Regions from separate parts of the Sus scrofa genome. Here region 1 is linked to region 2. The links are chromatin contacts, called in public HiChIP or PLAC-seq maps. All regions are on one chromosome and are shown on one strand. Each heading gives the region's core, a stretch centred on a gene start, on an enhancer-like site or on the middle of the called end of the contact. The rest is flanking DNA. Distances are from core to core; before and after follow the strand shown. Region 1 holds the start of LOC106504536. Region 2 overlaps FOXN3 (forkhead box N3).

The links. HiChIP or PLAC-seq counts read pairs in DNA pulled down with a chosen protein or histone mark.
Region 1: a contact with region 2 is called in an H3K27ac HiChIP or PLAC-seq map of skeletal muscle. The contact joins the promoter of LOC106504536 here to the enhancer-like site in region 2. A contact is called at or near these places in 2 of 5 promoter capture datasets (fetal skeletal muscle and liver), 13 of 47 Hi-C or Micro-C datasets (alveolar macrophages, brain, embryonic fibroblasts and 7 more) and 2 of 2 datasets of contacts at active chromatin or transcription factors (alveolar macrophages and skeletal muscle).

The regions. Positions count from the first base shown.
Region 1 is chr7:111,450,873-111,457,168 of Sscrofa11.1, forward strand. LOC106504536 reads right to left here and starts at 2,643. Exons shown (of 2, transcript XM_021099995.1): 1 at 112-2,643. The coding sequence starts at 1,277. The coding sequence ends at 336. It also overlaps a transcript of FOXN3 not described here.
Region 2 is chr7:111,287,959-111,294,633 of Sscrofa11.1, forward strand. All of the region lies in intron 1 of FOXN3 (forkhead box N3), which reads right to left. Among named protein-coding and RNA genes, the nearest start is that of FOXN3, 50 kb to the right of the region's middle. Within about 2 kb of position 2,658, at least 30 of the 83 cell types and tissues checked have an H3K27ac peak or open chromatin away from gene starts, as enhancers often do. A contact at or near this core is called in fetal skeletal muscle, retroperitoneal adipose tissue, skeletal muscle and 1 more, where this site is marked.

The DNA.
Region 1 (6,296 bases), core at 1,393-3,892, 160 kb after region 2:
TCATGTGTCCCAACTGCTGGCAAATGTGTCACCTTAAGCACATCCTGTGACAGAGGGCTCCCCGAGCCCCACCAATTGAAACTAACAAATGAAATAAATTAATAATCCCACCATGAAAAGCTGCCGAGAAAGACTGTGTTTCCCGTCCCCAAACGTCAATCCGGGAGTATAAACAAAGCATGAAAAATAGTCTCTTCAGCCTCCCTGGCCAGAGAGCACGGTTTTCTCCTCAAAACGGTGTTTCTCCAAAAAGAAATATTCCGACGGCCCTCAAAGGAAACTCCCATCTGTAGATGTCATATCAGGATAACCAGTTACAGTATTTGAAAAGAGGTTTAAACTGCCCACAGATTGGACACTCTGTTTATAATTGATAGCAAAACAGTTGCGACAGCAATGCTGTAAACTCTGCCCGAGCCAAACTCCACCTTTAACACGTTAGTTCCTTGAAAATAAAAGTAATGCCATGGGGGGGGGGGTGTCACAAAAGTAAAGACCTGGGAAGTAATTAACAGAATTACAGCAATGATTTGATAATTTTTAAAATTATCCATTTGTCTGCTATTTTTGATTTTTTTAAAAAGGCGACTATCCACAAATTCCTGAGAAACTTTTTTTTTTTTTAATGAACTTACTTTTGAGACAAAACTAATGAAAATATACAACTTGCCATCCCTGGATCGTTCCCATTTGGACTGCATGCTATAAATCAATCTGAAACCAGGGGGAAATACGGGGGCGGGCACCTTAAAAAAAATCAAAGGGTGCCCCCAAATGCAGCAGCCTGAACAGTGAGGGCTTCTCGTGACAATGCTGAACCAGAGCAGAAGATCAGGAGGCAGGAAATGAGCCCCATTTTCGTTACCTTCGATCGCCTGCCCCCCCGCTGCTTCTCGCGGCCGCATTGGGGGGCTGCGGCGGCGCTGGACTCGCGGGTGGCCCCGCCGCCGGGTCGCGCCGTCTCCCGGCCGAGCTGCAGCCGATCGCGGCCGGAACCCCGGCTCCAGCCCCGGCGCCCGCCCGGGGTCGGCGGCGCGGCTCCCACCCGGGCCCGGAGCCCTGCTGGGTCCTAGTGCGCGCCGCGCGCCCGCCGGCGGCCGAGTCTGCAGCCCGCACGTACGGCCGGCGGCTGGGGAGCACGGTGGATTCCCTCGGAAAACCGAAAACCCGTCGGCCCCTTTCACCCCCGACACGGTAGGGGCGGATGAACTGGAGCTTAACGCCAAAGCCCGGGCTAAGACGTTTAAAAGGAAAACATTGGCGACAACTGAACTCATGGAAGGCGGATATGATTATCTGCAGCCCGTGTAAAAAGCGTGGGGCAGTAACTGGTTTCCGTGGTTTCTCCCTGTGCACTTGTGATATTGTACGTTCACAGACGGTAAGAGAGAGTGCGGGGTCCGGAAACAGAGGTTTCAAAAATATAACGCTCCCCCTGCATTGAAAAGTGTGTGTTTAAAACAATGTTTTCAACAGTTTTCCAGTGATTTTTTTCCCCATAACACGTCCTTTTGCATTTTGCTTTCTCTTACTTTATCACATGCTATTTTAAATAACAAAGGCCCATATGGCTAAACACGTAGTCATTTGATTTTCAAAAGACCTCAAAAATCGCAGCAGAATATGCACTCATGTATCTCCTAAGAAATCAACTAGAAAGAATTAATGCCGGCATATGGTGTGCTTCATGGAGAAAACTTAATTACAAATTAAAACGAATGCAAAAATTCACAAATTCAGTAAACTGAAAGTAAATTATGATCCTAGATGTATACACTAATCAGCTTACATATAGTTAGAGAAAATCTAAGTTCTGGATTTCTTCTTTAATGGCGCAGAGTGTTAAATGAACCCTTATAAGAAATCCCCCTGGTTTACCCCCAAAAGGGCTTTCAGTGCCCTCCCAGCACCTTCATTTACTGCAGCCCACCTGGAAGACAACTTTTTAAACTTGCAAGTCCTCATTTAAGGGGACGATTCTATTCGCTCTTAATTCAAAATAAAAGTGCTTTAATTTGAAAAGCCTGTTTGAAAGGGTTTAAGGCTAGAAGCTTTCTTTCAGTCTTTGCTCTCACCAAGTTTGAAGGTCACAATTCTGTAAAACTGCTAATAACAATGGCACTGCGGTTTGACACCAAAAGGAAAATCAAACATGTGTTTTCTGAGTGCTATTTTTAGAGCTCAAAAAAGTCCCTTTGAAAATTACTCTGGCCCTCCTCCTTCCCAATTACAGCTAAATAAATGTAATGGAAGATTTTCAGTATTAATTAAACATCAAAGGTACCGTTTCTGCTGCCTTGTGTCCACGCAGAGAACTTTTTGTAATATGTTACACTTGTCCATCTTCAGAGTCCTCACACAGACATGTCATGTGATCTTTACCACGCTTCAGGGATGAAACAGACACTGTAATCCTTGGTTTTCAAATGAGAACGTGGGGGTCCCAGAGGGTTACCCTGACCTGTCCAGCATCACAGAGCGGGTCCTCAGAGAAGCTGGGATCCCCACATCTCAGACACCAACGTTTCCAACAGACTCCTGCTTTTTCAAGGGCACCACCTGGCCTCCTGACGATTCAGCTGCAAATACCGTGGAAAATGAAGTATCCAGAACAAAACAGCAAGTACCCTTCCTAGTCATCATGTCTTACCTGTTTTAGAGCAGCGATTTTCCAGACTGAACATGAGAGGCAAGTTGCAAATGCTTTAGTCTCTGCTAAATGAGACAGCTGACTGGACAGATTTCCGTCCTGTGGCGGTCCAGGGCCCCCTGGTCAACTGAAAACTTGAAACTGGGTAGCCAAACAATGCCCGTCACCTATACATACACCTTTTTGTTCTTTATCAGAGACTAGAAACTGACTCCACTTGACACGTGGAGGAGGGAAGTTTTCTCAAGCGGAGCTTGGTTTTCTATGTCCCAGCACTGAAAGTCCTCAAGGACCCTGGAACCTTAGACGTTTCTGATACCAGGTGGCCTATCTGTGAGCTCCAGGGCGTCTCTTCCCCAACCTGGTGACAAGCGGGGCGTTACTTCTCAGTCCTCCGGCACCCATGGGAAAGTCACCAGTCAGTTCTGTTTGTGGCATTCCACTTCCTCCTCCGCTCTGCCGAAAGGAAATGTGACGACTCTGATGATGTGTCCCAAACCACCTAAATACCAGCCCGGTGAGGGCAGGGTGACCCTAACCGAACAGACAGAAATATCTGACTCTTAGAAACGATTTACTCCTCTTCTTGGGCAGCTCCTCAAGAAGAGGCTGGGCCTGGCAGCACCCTGGGAAGAGGTGGCCCACCTTCCTGGGGAAGCACAACGAAGGATAAACTCACTGGTGAGTTCGTGTGATTGACCATGAGTCTAATTATAGTCACAACATCCACCTGGCCTTCAAATGTTGCAAAGGCCAGGCTGAAAGTAATCTTAGCACCAAAACGGGGTGATGAGAAGCTGAAAAGGAAAGCTGGTAGAGAGCAATTCCTCAAAGCTAGAGCACACCAGAGAAGGGATTGGTCAAAAGAAACCGTCATCCAGCCAGCCAGCCAGCCAGCCAGCCAGCCAGCCATTCTGTATACCTCAAACATTGAAAACTTAGGTGTAGTCCTGTTCCAGGCTCTGGGTATAAAAGATATTATAATGCATCATACGGAGCTCTCAGGTTGCAAAGCACTGCATAGGTGCTGCAGTAAAACCATGTTACAGGCATTGTGTTCCAATGCCAGTGGTCCTGATCCTGGGCCGGTCTCAGCCTTGCCTTCCGCTCTGTTTAGCTGGGAGCCGATTCTCATAGGCCAAGTTTTATAGAATCCTGGGTCAGTTGGCTAATGGCTGGATATGGCCCAAGAGAGGTGTTGGAGCGAGAGTGGAAGGTGGAGAAAAGGAGAGGCCGGAGAATTTCATCATCCCTCTTGCCTCTGCCAGCACCTGCAGCTGTGACCGCATCTGGCTGAGGCTTCTGTCTAGTGACCCCAGCCCCTGGCTCAGATAACATGTGCCACTTCCTGTTCACTCTCCAGCTTAGGGATGTTGATGGCTTTTTCTGCTACGATTAATTGCTGGGTAAGTTCACCTTCTTCGGTTTGCATCTCAGATCCTCTATTACGGGTGGAGAGCAATCGCCTGCATTAAATTCCTTCTGTGCACATCAGCAAATCCCAGTGGAAGGGCACCTTTCCCAAGTAGTACTCCTCAAAAGTATCAAGGTCATAAATAAATACAGAAAATGCTGAGAAACTGTTACAGCAAATAGGAGCTTTAAGGAGAACCAACAAGAAAATGTATTGTGGTTAAAAAGAGCATCAGGTAAAAACTCAGGAAACTGAGGGGTTCCTTGGTGGCTCAGTGGGTTAAGGATCTGGCATTGTCACTGCTGTAGCTCTGGTTATTGCTGTGGTGAGGGTTTGATCCCTGGCCTGGGAACTTGCAGGTGTCAATGATGCAGCACAATAAACCAAACCAAAGCAAAACAACCCCCCCCCAAAAAAAACTAAGAAAATGTAAATCAAGCATGGAACATGTAAGATGTTAATAACAGGGGAACGTAAGTGGGAGGTAGGCAGGAACTCTACTAGCCTCTCGATTTTTCTGGAAATGTAACACTATTATTTTTTAAAAGTCTGGTTTGTTTTTTTTTTTAATTCTTCTGTGATAAATATGAAACCCCATTGCCTCCCTTCCCAGGTAGGAGTTAGGTCTGATCCATCAGGTCCAGGGCTTTTTTACAGGGAAGCAGAGCAGGGGGTTTCATGATCAAGACATCAGGAAACATCCCCGCAAGGAATCCAACAGCTTTGGGAAGCCAGGAAAAAAAAACCCAAACAAATTAAAAAAACAAACAAACCTGAATTTGAAGCCAGAATGTGGTCTGGGCAAGGATGATGAGAGACAGGAGAGGACTATGAGTGGGGAAACCAAGACGGCCCGCCCGGTGTGGAGTCAGGGTCCAGGGCCCTGGCCGAGAAGGGAGGCTGCTTGAAAGACTGTGGGGGTGGGAGAGGGGCTGGCCCCAGCCTCTCTGGGGGCAGGGAGAGAAGAGGAAGAGGGGAGGAGGGGCGTGAGAAGGAGGAGGGGGAAAGAAAGAACAGTAATAATAGCAACTGAGAGTCCCTGAGTCATTTTACCTAAATTTTCTCACTTCTAGTCCCTTATAAGCAGCGTGCTATTTTTATTCCCATTTTACAGATGAACACACTTGCCCCAAATTGCATAGGTATTTAGGGACAGAATTATAGCTCAAATACAAGTCTGCAGGACACCAAAAGAAGGTCAACAAGTCACCATGGTGGGCAGCCTTGCTAGAAGCCATGATTGAGTCTTCAAGGACAAGTAGAGGTTAAGATGTAAGCTAGTGTAGGGAGAAAAAGGACTTCACGGAAGGGGCACCCTGGGTGCGGGAAGGGCATGGCGCGACAAGAAAGCCAGGCAAGTTAGAGAGCTTCCTGGGGAGCAGCGAGGCTTAAGGGGAGGTTTCAAAGGAGAAGTGCCTGTGGGTCCCACTGGAGATGCAGGCAGGGGCCCGTGTCCACCCAAGTTCCCACTTTATCTTGACTCTCACGTGGCAAACTCAAATGTCCCCTTCTCAACCTCTCTCAAGCCTCTTCATCCTGCTGTACGGTTTTCCTTTTGCCCTGTTCTTACCCCCTTACTAATTTACTTATCATTCATTCATTATCTGTCTCCCTCCACCACCAACCCCATATGATTAAAAGATCCACAAGCCCAGGAATCTGTTTTGTTCAGTGATAATTTCCAAGAACATGAACCAGTCTGGCTCATAGGAGGTGCTCAATATATTTTTTTTTTTAATGAATGAAGTTAGTAAATAAGAGGGTGTTTGATACTCCAGAGAAACAGAACCAATAGAGTGTCAAGATACACAGAATGCAATTTATTATAAGGAGTTGGCTCACATGATGATAGAGGCTAAGTCCCAAGATGAGCAGTCAGCAAGCTGGAGACCAAAGAGAGCCACTGGGGGTGGTCTCAGTTTGAACAAGGACAGGCTCAAGACCCAGGAACCACCGATGTTCCAGTGGGAGACTGAAGGTAGGAAAGAACTAACATCCCAGTTCAAGGCAAGCCAGCAAGAGGAGTTTCTCCTTACACAACTTTTGTCCTATTCAGGCCTTCAACTGATTATACAAGGCCCACCCACATTAGGGAGGGGTCATTTGCTTTATTCATTCTGCTGATTCAAATGTTAATCTCGGAGTTCCCAGTCGTGGCTCAGTGGTTAACAAACCTGAATGGCATCCATGAGGACACGGTTTTTATCCCTGGCCTGGCTCCGTGGCTTAAGG
Region 2 (6,675 bases), core at 1,408-3,907:
AGACCCTGTCTTATACTTCTGCTTATAGCATGTGGAATTAGTGGTAACCAAAAACATCAATCACTTTAACAGAAAAAAAAAAAAAATGCTCTTTTTTTATCCTTCTCTCAAACTAGTAACCAGATTTGGGAAAGAAAAGTAGCATCATCAACTTTTTCGTCCTCTGAAGTTTTCAAGCGCATTTACTCTTTTCCTCCCTTCAGCAAGTACACCAAGTCCCACAGTCTCATGGGTTTCAGGGACTATGTCTGCCAGAGTCTTCACGGTGCCAAGAAATAACTTCTCTCTTCTTACTTTCTTCAGAGAGATGTGAAAGAAAACAGTCAATTCTTCTCTTTCAGATGGTCTTTTCAAAACCAAATAAAAGCTCCAACTTTGGTGAACTCTCTGGTAAACATTACATTGAATAAAACTATTACCAACACACTTCCCTGCTGTACAAAATTCAGTTATGAAGATGAGCAACGTAATCCATGTACTATGACAGCCAAACGTGAACTCTCTTTTACTGGGGTAGTGCAGTTCACCAGCACGGTCTGTTTTGAAACCCCTCCTCCTTCCCAAAATAGCATCGCTTGTGCCTTTAACCCTGTGATTCAGAGGCAAGCAAAATGCGCCCATAAACCAGGAGCCATGAGTGCATGTGAGTGGTTCCACCTCTTAAGGGGTGGGGGCTGGGCAGGAAGTGGCCAAATGGATGGCTGTCTTTCTGTGGGTGCCCCTAACGGCACCTCACATCTCTGTACTCAAAGACATGGGACTCTGACTGGCTCCAAAGATTTGGCCCCTAAACAACCAGGCGTCCTTTTTAAGTTGGCATTTCTTCTGGAGAGGAATATCAAGCATCTCTCTTCCACGCCTCACACGGTGCTGGGCCAGCTGTCTAACAATATGGATCCCAGAAGGGGGTGCTGCCCACGTTGGTGACAGCAGCCATGAGTGCCTGTTGCTCATCGCTAATGTCAGAGAGACCTCAGCACGGGGTGGTCCAGGCAGTTGGCTGAGACTCCCCGGGCAAGCGTCCATGCACCGGGAGTGCCAGCAGAGGCTACCCGAGGGCCAAGGTGGACATGCCACAGAGTCCTGACTTCCGGATGGAGACCAGTCCCAGAGAGTGGACGTCAGTGCTCTCGGGAGGCTGCCCGGGCCAGGTTCAAAGGGACGTGACATCCGTTCCAAAGAAATCCCACCTGCTACCGGCATGGCCAGGCTCATCTTCCCCACATACCAGCCTCCCAGGCAAGCCTCCAAGGGCTCGGTGAGGAGGCAGCTGCAACCATTTGCTGTCTCTGAACGATCTGGGCTGGGAAGACGTGGAGATGGGGAAGAAGCAATGGCCCTTCCCAATGACGTGGACCCTCCAGTTGGCTGGGCTCCGGAAACACCATCTTGACCTCTCTGGAGGAAAAACGTGGTTCCCTTTGGCCTCGGGACTCCGGCCAGGCAGATTGGCTGGAATACTTTTCTGCATCCACACACACCCACACCCCATGGGTGTTCGGGACTGTGACAATGAAAACCTACTCCAGCACAGCCTTCTCCTTCCAAACTCCAGTGACATCCCCTTGCCTGAAACGCCCGCCACCATGTGAAAGCCTGGCTGGGCCACTCAACAGGGACTCCTTAGCTTTACCGCTATTGAAGAACTTGAGTATCAAACCAAGCACAAAAGGCCTAATGCACAGCAGCTGCTGGGGGGTGGGGGGAAGCTCACTCCATCCCCTTCCCTCTGTCTGGCAGAAGCAACAGAAGGATTTCTTTCTTTTTTTTTTTTTTTTTAATGCCCCAAAAAACTCATTTAAACTTGGGGTGCAAAAGGCATCTGAAACGTGAGAGTCCCTGGGCTGGCCCAGGGATAGAAGGGGAAGGTTTCAATGAGACCCCGAAGCGACGCAGACCTGAAGGGGGGAAGCAGGCCGCCCCACAACAAGGCAGCCAACTGCCAAACTGTCATTTTGCTCGGCGGCTGAACATAAGGCTCGAGTAATGACAACCACAAAACTCATTTAAAGTCTGAAAAGGTGACTAATGAGCTCATTCATGCTGCCTATAAATTATTCACTACAACACGGATCCCACTCAAGACAAACAGTAAAGTAAACTTTCAACACAGACTCTGCCGGCCTCCAAAGGAGAGGGAGTTATGTCTGTAAAACTTTTCACAATGTGGGATACTGGCCTCTCCCTCCGTCTATTGTCACATTCATTCTTCTGTTTACTTTTTTTTACTGCCTTTAATCAAGTTTAAGCAGACACAGCTGTTACACATTTATTTCTCTGTTGAGTTTTTTCCATTAGTTATTACGAGCAATCATGATGCTCTAAAAATAGCAACAAATTATATTCTCTCAAAATTGAAGGCTGACCTTAAAATGAAGCCCAGGTCTTCGGAAAGAATATTCATATGCACATGTTGGGTGAGTGACAGCCCTGCACAAAGGCGAAACAAAAGTGCATTTTCCACCCTTGGAGAGGTTTGCAATTTGCTTCCAAATTTCCTTAGGTTCTAGTGGAAACGGGTTGCTTGAAAACCTTAGAAGACAGACTCTGCTTCCAATGGCTGTGTTTGGGTTGAGATTTTCATGAACACTCACCATCTTAACAGAATAAAAGGGGAAACGTCTCATTTAGGCTTTTCAGCACAGATAAACCCAGCAGCAGGTTTGCTGGAAACCCACCACATTGCTGCAGACTGCTTTCAGTTTCCTGTTTAATATTAAATAAAGAATTTCAGCTCTTCTGTTTTCACAAACTGTGCTATTTGCAATTACTGTCACCACTAAAAGCAGGATGACTGTGGAGAACTAGTCCTATGTTTTTCGAACCGTTTTTTGTTGTTGTTGTTTTTCATCTTAGTATCTATTTCCAAGATGTTGTAAGAGTTAAAGAGTTTCAAATCTATCTAATAGATTTTTTTTTGAAAGAGTCCCCAAATAAGTACTTACATTAGTTCTTGGTCAGATCGCCGAACATTATGTATTTTTAAACTGCTTTGAATACTTTGAAAAGGAGCCGCAGAAAAGCCACAGAAAACACTCACACTCCAGTACCGCCAGATGGAGGTTCTGACTAACCAAAACTGAAAGCAGAAAGGTCTGAGGCTGAGCTGTGCCCTGTACACACCTCGAGATTACAGGAAAAAAATGAACGATCGCCAGGTCCTAGGCCCAGGAAACCCGCATGACATGTGAGAAGTAATGCATGGGAGGCAAATTCAGACCCTGGCTTTAACTTCAGCCTGAGACAGGGCCAAGCGCTGTCTCCATTTAAGGAAAATCTTTCACGTCGTTTTCAGTTTCTTGCACATGAACTAAAGACTTGTCCAGCCATTTCTGTTGTCTGAAATGCAGAGCTTTTTTTTTTTTTTTTTTTAAAGTAGAGAAAGAGTCGTCCTGCAATATTTATAGCAAAGTACTTTGCCACCTACCGACAAGCAGCCTGGTTGGTCTTCACGTGCTTTGCCTGTTTTTGTATCTAGTATCCCTGCTTCTGTATCTAGTAAGAAGCCATTCTTTCCATCCTCTGTGCAAGAGTGGTTGCAGATTTGTTGTTGTTGTTGTTGTTGTAACCACACAACAGGTAAAAACCCAGTTCCACCCGAAGGAATGGAGACATCTAAAACGGCCTCCCAGGGAAGTCTCAGCTTCTCTGTAACTCTGCACTAACTAGATTTCTGTCACCTCTCTGTGGAAGGGTGGGAACAACATATTGCTTTGAAACCCAGCCACGTGGGGCCCTTCCCTAGCATCATGTCTGATAAGACAGAATTCGCCTCTCCTTCATTGGTGGGAAACCCAGCTTGTCCGGAGACCGTCGGAACCCCACCTTACTTCTAATTGCCCCGAGGAGAACCAAGGGTAAGGTCACTTCAGCCTGAGCACATTCAAGGCGCCCAGACAGCAAAGCCAAAACCATGAACACCGGGCAGCCAATTACCGCAACCCCGAGAACTACACAGCATACACAGCAACAAAGCTCTCCAGCGCTTCCCATATGCCAGGCACTCAGCCAAGAGCTTTACCTGCATTATTTATTTTATCCTTCCATTATCCTTACCAAGTAGGTGCTGTCAGCCTCTTTTACAGATGAGGACACCGAGGCTTAAAGAAGTTCATGGAGTTCCCGTCATGGCTCAGTGGTTAAAGAATCCGACTAGGAACCATGAGGTTCCGGGTTCAATCCCTGGCCTGGCTCAGTGGGTTAAGGATCTGGCGTTGCCGTGAGCGGTGGTGTCGGTTGCAGACGCGGCTCAGATCTGATGTTGCTGTCTGTGGCTGTGGTGTAGGCCAGCAGCTGCATCTCCGATTCAAGCCCTAGCCTGGGAACCTCCACATGCCACAGAAGCGGCCCAAGAAATGGCAAAAAGACAAAAAAAAAAAAGAAAAGAAAAAAGAAAAATCATGTGCCAGCGGTCAAACAGTTGGTGCTAAGAGGTGAAATGGAAAGTGAAGACCCCAGTCTCCTTGGCCTGCAGGGTCCATGCGCTTAACCACCACACTCTCCTATCTCTGTATCCCATCCAAGATCGAATTTCCAAGATCACAGAATGTAACTTGCTGCTTGCAGCCTACCTCTCGGGCTTCCTCCTCAGAGGTTTCGGGGTTTCTCTGATTTGGTTTTTGCACAGGACTTTTCAAAGGGACCACTAGACACAGGCACGCATTCTACTTTCACACGCGGGGCTCCTGATGCTCACATAGAAATGGACATCAATGAATGACAACCATCGCTACCAAATACCAGAAGACGGAGGGCCGTGGTCACACAGCAGCACTGTGCTCCTGTCTGAATCTAAAACACAAAGATTTGCGGGGAGGACGTGCCAGTGGATAACTCCAGAGACGAGGCCTGAATCTCCAAGTTGGTCCCTCACTCCCATCCGGATGGACCCTTGGAAGGAACAAACAGCTACGAAGTTGCCCATTAGGCAACTAGAACAATCTAGTCTTTCTCCTATCCCCATTGTCCCCTTCCCGCACCCAACAAAGGACCTACAGCCACGGGGATAAAGATCTGATGGCTTCACTTCAAGCTAATGCCTCCAAGGCACAGACATTTGACTAGAAACCATCTTCGAACTGCTTCTCTTGCAGTTCACACACAAAGTTGGGTGGTACTTGTTCTGCCAGGTTAGAACACCACTGACCACCACATCAGAATGAATTTCCAAAAGCTATATGGCAGAGAATTAGATCAAGGCCCAGATCAACCTTTGCCAAATCTATAAATATGTTCAAAAATTAGCCAGCCACCAAAAAAATGGGCTGACTGTACGACTAATCAGATTACCTTTTCCCCATACATCCTGGACAGGAGGGTAAAACCTCCCTCCTCAGGCAGCCCCGTGGCCCATAGGTCCTCAGAGCCTGCACACAGCCCTGTACACGGGAGGGGAGGGGGACAGGCGCCCATACCTCACTGCCATCTCCAGGACTCATGTCATCTTTGTCCACGTCCACGCCCCTCCCAAATAGATTCTGGGACCAAGGCCGAGGAGCTCATTCCCTCAGGAACCACCCCCAGATGCTTCCTTGAAAGCTCTCCTGGTGCCACGACTGGAACCTCCTGTCCAGACTAGCCAAAGGCTCCGTAAGAAGTGGATGAAGCAGAAAGCTGAGGTCTGTGGTTTCATTCTTGAGAAACCCGCAACTCTCCACAGGGATCTGATTCCACTGCCATTTAGAGTCACTCTCCGGCTTCTGCCAACACCAGCTCCCTCTGAGTCCAAATTAAACCTCTCTCGGCTCCTTTGTTGAGATCAGCATCCCAGCAGAGCCTCCGATGGTTATGGTAAGAAAAAGAAGCCGTGCCCAGACCTTCCCGGATCTGCTGTGAATGAACAACCATGTTTTACGTTTGCCACAAACGAAATACACTTTACTAAGGCGGAGCAGGCTGGAGACGCCAAGTTCGAGGGGTCCTCCCTCATATCCCCCGCTGCTCATTTTTCTCGATCAAAATCTACAACCCATGGGGAAGAAGAAAGTTCCTAAGGCTGACTGCCCTGACTTAGCGCTTACTCTCAACAGAGCTATTTGTTTTCTTGGCTTTACAGCACTGGCCAGGAAAGGTCTGTTTATTCCCTACAAAAACTAATTAATAAAAATAAAATCGGAGTTCCCATCATGGCTCAGCAGTAACGAACCCGACTAGTAACCATGAGAACGTGGGTTCGATCCCTGGTCTCACTCAGTGGGTTAAGGATCTGGTGTTGCCTTGAGCTGCAGTGTAGGTCGCAGATGTGGCTTGGATCTGGCGTTGCTGTGGCTCTGGTGTAGGCCGGCGGCTACAGCTCTGATGCGACCCCTAGCCTGAACACCTCTGTATGCCCTGGGTACAGACCAAAAAAGATAATAAATAAATAAATAATCATAAAGGCTGCCCTTAGGAAGGACTTCACTCATGGATTCAGACAAGCCCCTAATTTAATGGGACAATTGAGGCCCAGAGAAGCAAAGTGACTGAGGGCTACATGTCAGAACGCACACACTGGTAAGTGTCCTCTCTGGTGGCTAGTCTCTCCCTTCCTAACAGCACCCCAGATTTCCCAGCCTTGTGGTTTGGGCAGGTCTGACCCTGTCATCAGCTCCAGGGGTGTCAGACTGGTGTTGACGAATAGTCAAGTCCAGTAGGACTCAGTGCAAGAACCTGACATATTTCCTCTATTGTGTGGAC